Linked DNA regions of Mus musculus: region 2 is linked to region 1. Evidence: chromatin contacts called from public Hi-C data. All regions are on one chromosome and are shown on one strand. Each heading gives the region's core, a stretch centred on a gene start, on an enhancer-like site or on the middle of the called end of the contact. The rest is flanking DNA. Distances are from core to core; before and after follow the strand shown. Region 1 has its middle 150 kb from the start of Gm14055. Region 2 has its middle 65 kb from the start of Gm14064.

Region 1 (6,101 bases), core at 3,115-5,614:
GTTCACATTTCCTTTCTGTCATGGTTTCAGAACTGTGAGATGGTATAAAGCTTCAGTAACCATCTCTCTTGTTCTGAGAAATAAACCTGAATTTGTTTGCCTAGAGTTATCTGATCATTGCTACAGGCACTTTCCAGTTAAGTAGAGAAAAGAAAGTCAATTAGAATTTCACTATGTAGCTCAGGTTGGCTTTGAACTGACTATGTTTCCCAGATGGCCTTGGACTTGTGTCAATTCTCCTGTCTCAACCACCTAATTTCTAGGATCATAGACAAGCAATCATATTTGGCTCCCTGGTAGATGACCTTGCTAAGACTCCTCAGACTTCAGGAAGGTAATTACCAAGTAGAAAATCCACTAGATCAAGAGTTCTATACCCCATTACCAAGAGATCTGACTCTCTAGGACAGTGGTTCTCTATCTTCTCAATGCTGTGACCATTTAATACAGTTCTCATGTTGTGGTGACCCCCAACTACAAAATTATTTTTCTTGCTACTTTATAGCTATAACTTTACTACTGTGATGAATCATAATGTAAACCTCTGTGTTTTCTAATGGCCTTAGGTGACCCCTGTGAAAGAGTCATTCAAACTCCAAACTCCAAATAGGTCATGACCTGCAGGTTAAGAACCACTTCTCTAAGGAGGAGGAGGTGAGACCTCGGACAGTATCTCTAAGATGGACACCATCATTCTTACTCCACCATTGTATCAGAATTACCTTATGTCCAGGTAAACAATGTGAGCAAGATTGACTGGCCACCTCAGGCTAGGCCCACATGATAGCTTGAGTTCCACTGTGCCTGTAGCCCTCCTCCAAACTCAGTTTTGACTTTCTTTGTTTAACTCTAAGTTACCTGGCCCAGGATGCAAATTTCATCCTGTGAAGTGCAAGTTTGTTGTATTTTGGGTTGCTTTGAGCCCAAGGCATAGGAGGGAGAGACAGAGACAGAGACAGAGACAGAGAGACAGAGAGAGACAGAGAGAGAGAGACAGAGAGACAGGCAGAGAGATAGACAGGGACACAGAGACAGAAAGAGTCAGAGAGAGACACAGAGAGACAGAGAGAGACAAAGAGAGAACAGGTCCAGAATGATTAACTTGATTCTTTGATTTTCTCCTCTACTTCTGTGTATTTTAAGCTGAGAAAAATTACACTGTGCTATATTCCAGGTGAAGAATAAATATTCCAAGAAGGGCCCCAGTTTTGCTATCCTGTGTTCCCTAAAACAATTCTTAGCTTCTTTGTTGTTGTCATTGTTGTTGTTGTTGTTGTTTTGTTTTGTTTTGTTTTTCAAACCTTTCCAGAGAGCACATGTCAGTTCCTCACCAATTGACCAGCTTCAACTCAATAAAAGTCTCTTCCCAAGTGTTTTTAGGTATTGTTATTATATTTTAGGATTATTGATAGGTATGAATATTTATATTCTTTTTTATTAGATATTTTCTTTACTTACATTTCAAATGTTATCCCAAAAGTTCCCTGTACTCTCCCCCTGCCCTGCTCCCCTACCCACCCACTCCCACTTCTTGGTCCTGGTATTCCCCTGTACTGGGGCATATAAAGTTTGCAAGACCAAGAGGCCTCTCTTCACAATGATGACCAACTGGGCCATCTTCTGCTACATATGCAGCTAGAGACACGAGCTCTGGGGGTACTGGTTTGTTCATATTGCTGTTCCTCCTATAGGGTTGCAGACCCTTTCAGCTCCTTGGGTACTTTCTCTAGCTCCTCCACTGGGGGCCCTGTGTTCCATCCAATAGATGACTGTGAGCATCCACTTCTGTATTTGCCAGGCCCTGGCATAGCCTCACACGAGACAGCTATATCAGGTAATATTCATATTCTTTATGTTAATTGACCAATTATATTATAATCTGGAAAGCATCAGGCTATAAAAACCACTCTCCAGTCACCCACTACTACCCCACAATTGATTAAAAGCCCTTGGGTAAATATCAGAAAAATCTCTAGGCCCTCATTCTCAATCTCAACTGGGGTGTCACTCAAAGCTACTTACGTTATTCCCACTTTAGCTGTAACATGGTGGTGTGTTTTAATGATCCCCAACATCCCATCAACTCCAAGATTCTAAAAAAAAAAAATCTATGGACCTGTATAGAAGAACCAAGAAAACATCTCCTTTCCAATTAATTCCTTGAACAAGTGGTGTTTTCGATCTATCGGAGTGGACTCTACTAACATGTGAAATGTATGTGACAGAGTGATCTTGGGCAGATAAAAGACAAACAAGGGAACTGAGAACAGGATGTTTAAAACCAATGCACCATCAAAGGTGAAAATACTTGGGTTTCTTTTCTCCTTTGAAGTCCAGAGAGGAAAAGGTAATAAAATCCACTATGGGGTTATCCAAAGTAATACCAACTGAAAACCACTCAGTCCCTTTTCATATTCCATTGCTACAGTACCAAAAGAGAGTAATCTGCTTCTTCCCAGGGGCTCATGGGTAGGGAGTATCCATCAAATCAGAAAGATACACCCACTTTTCAAACTCAATTTGGCTAAAATGACTTTTTTATGAGAGCTCATGAGAAAACGGTTGACTTTCAGCCTCTCTGTTATCAGAGTTGTTTGACATTAAATCACATGAACTTGGACTATAAATCTTGACTTTAGCCTCCAATGTAAGGCATTTGATGTGTCTGGGAACCTGCCGTAAGAAAGAAATTAACTGTAAAACAACGTAAAATGCCTGAGTTCCCATGGGAAGGCTTGGCTGGACTGCTAATAGATCATCTGTTCCTTTGGAAGACACTTGTTCCTTTGGTCAAACAGCAACTAATATTTTCACTTTTCACTGCCTTGAACAGGAAATATGCTACTAAGGACTGAGAGACAAGGCAAGGCATCATATCAATTACACGGTCAGTAAACATCTCCTCACCCGTGTTTCCTAAGGGTCTGAATGTTTCCTGGTTGAAGATCAGTGGTGCTGCTGGCCTCTGTTAACTTGTTTTACTCTTGCGTAAATGTCTAGGAAGATTAAGTGTCTTTTCAAAGAGCCCCAGATTGAGGAGAAGATGTACATCTCCTCCACCTTAACACTGAGGGAAACTCTGGCTTTGTAGCCCTGGCAATGGATGCAACAGCCTCTGGTTCCCATAAGAAAAACATCTCGGTACCAACAGGGAGCTTCATAATAAAGATATTAGATGCTCTTGAGCTATTCTCCTGCCTCTCCTGCCTCTTTAAGGATCAATATTGAGGGTCAGATTCATTCTAAAGAAGAGGAAAAGCTGGTATCTTAGGAGAAAGAGATGCATGATAATCAGAATAAAGCACCTGCCTTATAAACTGTTCCACTTAAAAATCTCTTCTCTGAGGTAACTGTCAAGGACAGACAAAGACCATGCCCTCCTGGAGCTGCTCTGTAAGCTGTGCTGTCAATGTGTTATGTTCTTTAGGCATCCACCGAGGACATGTTAGAACTGTAGAATCTCAGACCACACTCAACATCTGCTGAATCAGAAGTCCTCAATGGGTCAGCAGCCTGGGTTGCTAAAGATTCTGCCAGCGATCCTGATAACCTAATGAGAATTTCTGCCATACTGAATAGCTCATGTGACTGTTGAATATGTGCCATCCGTGCCCACATCCTGAAATACCAAGTCCTCATCCACGAACAACGGCCCCCAGACCTAAGCCTCTCCTGTAGGCTTCTATAACATACTACCTTTACCATCCTATATCATCCTGACCTTGCAGACTTCTGCTGAAACACGATCATACCTGTGCCTTCACTTGCTCAGTTTGCAGTCCAAAATGTCAGCCCTTTTGTAAAGCATTTCTCCACCACAGATATTAAGTTCCTGCCAGCAACCACTGCCTAGATTACTGCTGTAGCAACTTTCCAAAACCGAACACAACTTTTTCCGTGAGTTGAGGGTGAGTCCAGGGTCATAGTGTCTAAGTAGAATATAAAGTTTCATGAGTACAAGCACCAGATAATTCATGCACCCGCTTTCCATGTGTATCTGTCCTTTTTCTAAAGCATCCATGTTCTCTTCTTCCAGCTCTTCTCAGAACCTAGTCTTATTCTTACTAAATAAATCAATTTTCAATCAATGCAAACTGAGAGAAGGCAACATAGCCGCTTATTTTGTTGGCCTTTAACAAAATACCCTTGGAGGATGAAATTTGTGTTTTTATCATGGGTTAAATTTATCCAAGATCTTTAGAACCACTTTCTTCCAGCAGAAATGAAGACAAGTGCAGATGACAGTGCATTTAAGAAGGGGTAGACAATGCCAGAGTTTTCTCCATTACTCTGTCATCAGAAATAATCAGCTCTAGGCTGGGCTCTAAGCTTTAGCCCCAGTGGCTGGGGATGAGTTCATGGGGCTGGAATTCAAAACACTAACCAGCTGTGGGAACGCAGTGCAAAGCTTGTCGCACTGAACCCTGTCCAGATTACAGCTGTGAGAATTTGGGAAAACCCTTCTTGCTAAGTACGTTGTCTACTTCATCATTTTTCTCTCTTAAGTTTCTAACCTGTGATCGAGCCCTGAAGTTAGAGCTACACATATTAACAATGAAGAAAAGGCAATTGTAACAATATTCCTGGACACAATCAGGGAGATTTCAAGGCTAACAATATTAATGACCTTGTCATTCTAATTTTAGATGTGATAATAGCATTATATTAGAGATGTGTATTGAGGAATATAAGGGTGGAAAGAAATAATGTCAGGAATATGCCTTTAAATTGTTAAGGAAAAAAGAGAAAAAAAGAAATTAAACAGGATCATAAGATCATAAGTCCTCAGCAATTGTTAAGTCTGGAGTAGATTATAAGGAATTAATCACATTCTCTCTCTCTCCAACCCCCTCTCTCTCCTTATAAAATTCTGTTTGAAAATAAACATAAAATTGATTATTACAAAATGGAAAAGACAGACACAAATAATTCTAGACAAAAGATACTAGACCAAAGATACTAGACCAAAGAAACTGTGTCTTAAATAACACAAAGAAAAAAGCCTTTTAGCTAAGAATTCTTTTTTCTAAGAATGACCATGAAAAAAAAATTAGTCTGCATATTTGATAGACGAGAGACTTATGTTCTCTGGTTCTGAATTCGTACCTACATCCTGCTGCAATTAATGCACTGACTGAAACAGGCAAAGGAGATGAGTAATGGACCAGATACTTTGAACGGCACACTGCTTCATTTGGTGCTTAAGTGTTAACTATTGATGAGAACAGTGAACACAGAGGGGATTCACAGGCTGGAGATTTGAGCATCCTTATATTCTACGACTTGGGAACTTTTTCTTTAAAAACCAAGAGTACCTGTGTGATGTTCAGCTAGCATTTCTACGCTGTAAGTTGTTCACCATACAGTCACAAGCCTGGACAATGTTAGAGCAAAGGTTCTCTTCTGATCTGAATGGACAAGTTGCAGATGACATTAGCAAGTCTACTTTAGTTACATGGAAAATTGAAAGCAGAATTAATTCTAGACATGAATTGGCAGATCAAGAGACAGGGAATTTATTAAGCCTTCATTTGATTCTCACACAGGAAACCCAAGTGTAGGAAGCTTTGTTCTTATGAAAGACTAATTGGCCAGTGAGGCAGCATAGAAAACAAGTCGTTTCCTAAAGGGAACTCAGTCACAGCATAATTCAGTTAAAAAAAATCCTCAATTCAAATATTTAGTGCATTCCTTTTCCAAATCCTGAGACCATAAGTGACTTACTCAAGCATCTAGAAGGTTCCAGCATGAACTTCATCTCCTTTGGAGTGGTTGAAAACTGTAGAAGACACATACTTTCAGGAAAATTAAATTGTTTGAAGTAGGAGGATTGGAAAAGCTGAGTTGAGTTTATAAGGCCACTCAAATCAATCTAATGTTTTCAGCAAAGGGCAACATTGGCTTTACAAACACATGGCAATTTCAGAGAGATGCCCCTTTGGAAGTGGTACTCACTGTGCAAAACTATAATCTACTTCGTTCAATCTCATCTAATTCTAAAGTCTTGCTTATTGCCACGTAGTGTCTTCCATATTTATTCTACTTGTGTCCACTGTATTGGACATGTGAATTTAGTGTTCCACATGTGTTGAGGCATGCAG
Region 2 (6,101 bases), core at 1,917-4,416, 160 kb before region 1:
GAATGTCGTTTAGTTTTCAGTCCAGAACGTCACTTAGGCATGAGAAGAATGTGTTTTGTTGATGAAAAACTTATCTGTATGTAATACTCATATGGACTTCATTGCTATTAAACTAAGATGCTTTTATTTAGCCAACAATCTGGAATTAAAAAAAAAATCCCTTTGCACTAAACGCATCCCTGTATCTCATGTTAAGACCAACCCAAATATCTTAGAACAAGAGAGAAGCATTCAATCAGTGCTTTGGCAACCTCTGACATGTTGTTTTCTTAAAATAAGCATGTTTTCCTTTGCTTTCTTATGCCTACCTTTCATGTATTTTTATTTGAACAAGTACTTTTCCATTTGAACAGACAGCAGAGGCACAAGCTGTGATAAACTTTATACCTCTCTTATATCTTCCAGTGATCACAAGATGAGGACCAGATTTCAGGGAGGGGGGAGTGGGCATTGTGGATTTGGTCATCTGAAGATCAAAGTTTAGATCCACATTTGCTTCTTCCTTGATTCACACTGGGCAAGCTATTAGATGTCTTTGGCCTCAGTTTTCAGTCTTTAAGGTAAAGACAGTTTGGATCTTAGGTTATCCTGAGGAAGGTGGAAACAACCAGCATCCGCGGAAAGACCATCACTACCAGAATACTTAGATAAAGCATCTCAGAGTCCATGACATGGGGAGAATTTCACAAGAGTCTCAGGAAGAGGAACTCTCAGAGAGAGTTATTAAAATGCAATAATGTCCAAGTGTATTTCTAATTAAAAAAAATCCTAAGAGGGTATCAATGGTTAAAAGTATTTAGATCAAAAATGAAAAACAGTAATGTATACTCTATTAATTTTAATAATATAAGGTTCTTTGTTTTAAATCACATACATAATAAGAAATTAATTTGAAAACTGAAATTAAATGGAATAGGAAATGTGGAAATATTAGCATATGTGCGGAACAATGAGACTAATAGAGGTCACTATATTTCAGCATTTAATTTTTTTCTAATATAGCAATCATGCTAAAATTTTAATAATAAAAGAATGTAATTTCTATTATAAAATACCGCAATAGAAAAATTCTGTAAGAAATCTTTTTTTTTCTGTAAAAAGTTATAAAGGGGGTTTCCTCTTTATTTGGAAGATCATAATCAAGAGATAAGGCTATTTTTCTCAAGCTACAGAATACCTATTCCCAGGAGAATGATAACAAGTCAACATATACATAAGTCACTGATGACTTAGAAGACTGAGTTAACAATTTCTCGAAATTTTTACATATGTTTACATGTTTATATTGATGCCAACATATCTTATGAAATATCAAATGTGTATTTACTCTTATAGTAAACCATGTTAGGAAATATTCTATTCTGATAAGCCTAGACCTGGAATTACAGGAGCAAAGTTGTATTTCTCTGCCAATAAGTTCCTGTAGAGTGTTTTCTGTTCTGACTAATGACAATATTTTCAATAACATTAGAAGCAAAAGTACTGACTTTCCCATGCAACCATATATATCCTTCATTCATGACTGGAATAGAATACTAAAATAGGACTTAAAAATACAGATTTAGAAAGCCAAGTTGTTGGCTGTTACATTACCCTAAAACAAAAATTCATTCTCAAATATGGACCTCGGAACACCTGCCTTGGTAAGTCCTGAGAATGCTTATTAGAATAAAGACACTTGCTTACAATTCAAAGAGTGGTCACTTCTGAAATGGAATCTTCATGAGAACTCATTAAAGAATTGTTACATGGACATGTTACCATAGTGAATGTAGCCAATAATTTAGGATGGTTGAGGAGTCTGTATTCCTACACAGCATCTTTATAAAGAGCTATTTTATTCTTTAAGAATTTCACACAATGTGTTTGGGCCATATTCCCCTGCAGTGCTTCCATACATGCCACTTTTAATGGAAGCCCAGTTATGGCTAAACTACTAAGTAAGTTTAGATCCAATTGATGTTCGCAGTATGTTTGGAATATAGAAGAGCCTGGTGGAGGTACTGTCCTAACAGGACTGTTGAGCATTCTACTTAGAATCCTGGTCATCTGGAAAATGTGAGACATTCTGGGTTGCTAGAATCACTATAAAGAGGGTCAAATATGCTTCCAAAACACTTCTTATGTCTGCTTAAATATGTGAATCGCTTTTTGACTGGACACAAAACATTGTCCTGTTCACTCATGAGAAATCAAAATTCCCAGGCTTTAAGGGATGGCATATTGTATGACCTTTTCATATTAAACCAGCTTCCATCATACAAAGCCTTCCAGGATTGTCAACTCATTCACCAGTAGGATTTCAAATGGGAAGATAAAATGCAGATGTAATTTAAAATTATGTTTTACTTAAGCATAAAGGCCCAGAGAATGTCTCTCTTAGATAGCATCTTAGGCGACAAGCTTCTGCACCTCCTGGTCACACACACACACACACACACACACACACACACACACACACACACACACAATCAGCATCAAGTTCAGCCTCAAACTACTGAAGAGGAATCTACATTCAGTGTAACAAAACCCCCAGGTGATTCGTATGCATGGTAACACCTTACAAGCAATGCTGTAAAATACATTTTGAAAACCAGAGCCAAGAACAGTGACAGGAATAATTTTAACCTGGAAAATTTCAAGTATCAGTCTTACAGTTCAATCACCTTGACCCATGAAAGACTTCAGTGGTTCTTCCCTCCGCCCCCAAGAACATCTGCTCTGGGTCAGGATATTTTTTTTCCCCAAGAAAACCTCATATCTGAAGACGGTATGTAAAACAGTACATTTTTGAATCGAGAAGAAGCAGAGATCAGTGTTGCAGTTTGTAGCTTTCTTGGCCCATGAACAAATTTTATTTATACTAAAACTGTCCCACAGAATCAGAACTTTGTCTGCCATTTTAATCGACTCCCCCACAGAGGACTAGCCTATTTCCCAGCTCCACCAGGGAATGCATCATCTCATTTTAGCTGACAAAGAATCAGAGACTTCCCAAATTACTATTCCCAAGCCACTCAGAGACCCAAGCACAGATTCTGAATCAGGTGCGTGTGAACCACGAGCAGGGCTTGTGTTGTGAAGGAAAAGATGAATCCCAAGCCTCTACAAGCAAAATCCTCAAGTTAATAAAAGCCATGCACAGCCTCAAGTCCATGTAAGGTAGGGATCAGCCCGCAGGAACAAGGTTCCCATCGGAACCTTCCCAGCACAGTCATGACTCATGCCCAGAGCCATCTTGTCCCTGCAAGAAAAGCATAAATCATCGCCCATTCTGAAAAATGATGCCAAAAGTGCATTTTATTCAAATGCATTCCTTAAAATAATTGCTGAGAAAAGAATACAAGTGTATTCGACCAACAGCCGACTCTTCAGCCTGTGCATCTGGAGGGAAAATATGTCATGCAGTAACTAAGTGGATTCTAGAGATGTTGGGAATTCCTCTGTGTACTAAAGTCCAGGATCTATGGAGCCTGCTTCATTCTTTTTAAGAAAAACAAAAAAAAACTTTTGCTCTTTCTGTTACATCCAGAAAGTAACTTTCTGAGTATTCTACTGTAAACCCTACTATATTTCCCTCATTTTTATTATTTATTTTCCTTTTAACCAACAGCTCTGAAAATTACATAAATAAGATTTCTATTTAAAAAAATCTTTTTTCTTTTCACTCTCCTAAATCTTCCATTAGCATGAACAGAGCTCCAGTATATTTCATAATTTCATAACGCTGCTCTCCTCCTGATACCCCTCGTTATCTAATCCTCTTTAAATGCACATTTATTGCCTCACATTACCTAAGCTTTTATATATTTCTTGTTACCCAGAAGCAGCCGCTGAGGCAAGGACACAAAGGTGGGTGACTGTTCTAAGGGATTCTGTAAAATGCTAAGGGACCTGTGCTAGGGACGAGCAGAAAGTTCGTGAGAAGTCTATTAGCAAACAAGTCCATCCCTCTGATGTAAGATCCTAAATTTTGTTCTGTCGGCTGAGAGCCAAGCATCTGGGATATTCAGTTGTCAAATCCCTGACAGCCATTATTTGAGGGCTAGTTCTGGGAATATTTTCTTAGTGCTTAGACTGAGTGTGGTAAAAACATTAAAAAAATAATCCCACAACAAAACAATAAAACTCTTTTGAGGTACAGTTACTCATAACGATCATTCTTAGGGATATGAACACAGCAGTCAAAGGGAAAAGAGCAAGAGATCCATAGCATCTTCTCCATCTCCGTTTCCGTTCACCAATCCAGCCCAAAAGGAGCTGCTACTGAGCAAGGATACAGCCAACACTTAGTCGTCTCTAGAAATTGCTGTATGGTTTTGTTCGAAGGCTATTAGCCATGACTTGCCTCCTACATGAACTCTTCTCTTTCAGGCTTTGATGACAATAAATCCTGCGGGCCTACTCCTTTTTCTGCTTGCCACTCCTTTTCATTGTGCTGGGGCATCTTCCTGCAGCCAACCTCGAAAGGTTAGAATCCTCCATTGTACAGAGTCGGTGCTAGATGATCTCATCTGTTGTTACAGCTCAAGTTACTTTCTAACCATATCAAACCATGTACAAACTTGTGTCTCCAAGGACCCAGGTCTCTTGACAAGAGAGGTAGATGGCTCATGTGACACAGGTTATCACATAATTGCTTCAAATTCACCTAGTGGAGGTAAATATGAATTTCTTCTCATAGAATTAAAAAATGGCTTAATGTTACCTATCTCTATGAATAACATCACATCCCATTCAGTTAGTCAGACTGAAAAACTGTAGTCAACCTTGACATAATCTCCTTATTTCCTGCCTCCATATTTTCCATCTTAATTGAACTTTATCAATTGTGTCCTATCAGTAGACCTTTCTTTAGTAGACCTTTCTTTAGTCCAAATTCCTTTCCATTGTCCATATTTTCCTATATGATTTGTTTAAATGCGTTTTCTCCATCATTCAGAACGAAATTGAGCTCTAAGGATATCACCTTCTGCAACATTTGTCCCTTCTTGGCTTCTGCCTCATCAACACTACTCTCTTACTCTCTTACTCTCTGCCTCACTTTCTCTACTCTGCCTGCACTTCCCTCTTCCTGGTTCTGGAAAGTATAGTCATCCTTGGGCCTGTGGATCTTAATATCTTCTATCTAGTTTACATCAATTACTTCTCTTAGCATAAGGCTCACTTCACTATCTTCTAACTCATCTTTTTGAAGGAAGTTTAATATAATTTTCTCAAGGAAGATCTCCCTGATTTCTTTTTTGACCCCTTAAACTAAAGAATACATTCTCCTTGATTCCTATTTAAGACATGAACGTATTCTCTTAGCTCCTACTGTAATTAATTGTTTGGGTAATTAGTTGCCTGCTTCCGTGTAAGCTCCCTGAGAACAGGCAGTATGTCAATTTAATTCCCTTCTAAATACTCAGCAATTCCTGGCACCTGGTAAGATTCCTTCCTGTATTGTGCAAATGCAACAATTCCCAACATGCAAGATTACAATAGTTACTCAATGGTTTTTTTTTTCTAAGCTCATTCACAATTCCAAAAATCTAATTTTGCTTAGATTAGGTTATATGTCTTCTTCCTTTTATATTCTACTATGTTTCTAGAACATAGGAAGTGTAGAGCATCATCCTAATAAGAATAGAATCTGTAGTAATTTGTTAGTTTGATTCAACAAAAGCCAACAGATTTGAGTCGCTTAAGCAACAGAAATTGTCTCATAATTTAGGGACCATGAGTCTGAAATCAAGGTACTTGTAAGACTCATTCCTTCTAAGAGACAGAAAAGAAAGATATGCTACTCTGTGAGGAGTACTCTTAGAGGCTTGCCTTCTTTATTTTCACATGACATTCTCCTTAAATATGTCTCTATGTTTGAAACTTTCTTTTTATGAGATCAGTCATATTGGATTGGGTCCTGTATTAAGGATCTTCTCTCATTAAACATATCTATAATGACCTAATTGGAAAGTAAGTTACTGAGGGTAAAGTATTTTGACATAGGAATTTGGGGAACATAGTTCAATCATAAGAGGAGCCAATGATTTTTTAAGTAGGTGAAAGACATGAATTTTGACTATGGATAGAGTGTGTTGGATTAAGGCTGAAGAAAA

The links. Hi-C and Micro-C count contacts between places; a contact is called where the count stands out from the background.
Region 2: a contact with region 1 is called in a Hi-C map of ventricular fibroblasts, with 4 times the contacts expected there. The contact joins two enhancer-like sites. A contact is called at or near these places in 2 of 484 Hi-C or Micro-C datasets (adipose-derived mesenchymal stem cells and ventricular fibroblasts).

Annotation. Positions count from the first base shown.
Region 1 is chr2:137,434,629-137,440,729 of GRCm38.p6, reverse strand. No RefSeq gene overlaps it. Among named protein-coding and RNA genes, the nearest start is that of Gm14055, 150 kb to the right of the region's middle. Within about 2 kb of position 4,364, at least 23 of the 459 cell types and tissues checked have an H3K27ac peak or open chromatin away from gene starts, as enhancers often do. A contact at or near this core is called in adipose-derived mesenchymal stem cells, where this site is marked.
Region 2 is chr2:137,595,441-137,601,541 of GRCm38.p6, reverse strand. No RefSeq gene overlaps it. Among named protein-coding and RNA genes, the nearest start is that of Gm14064, 65 kb to the left of the region's middle. Within about 2 kb of position 3,166, at least 26 of the 459 cell types and tissues checked have an H3K27ac peak or open chromatin away from gene starts, as enhancers often do. A contact at or near this core is called in adipose-derived mesenchymal stem cells, where this site is marked.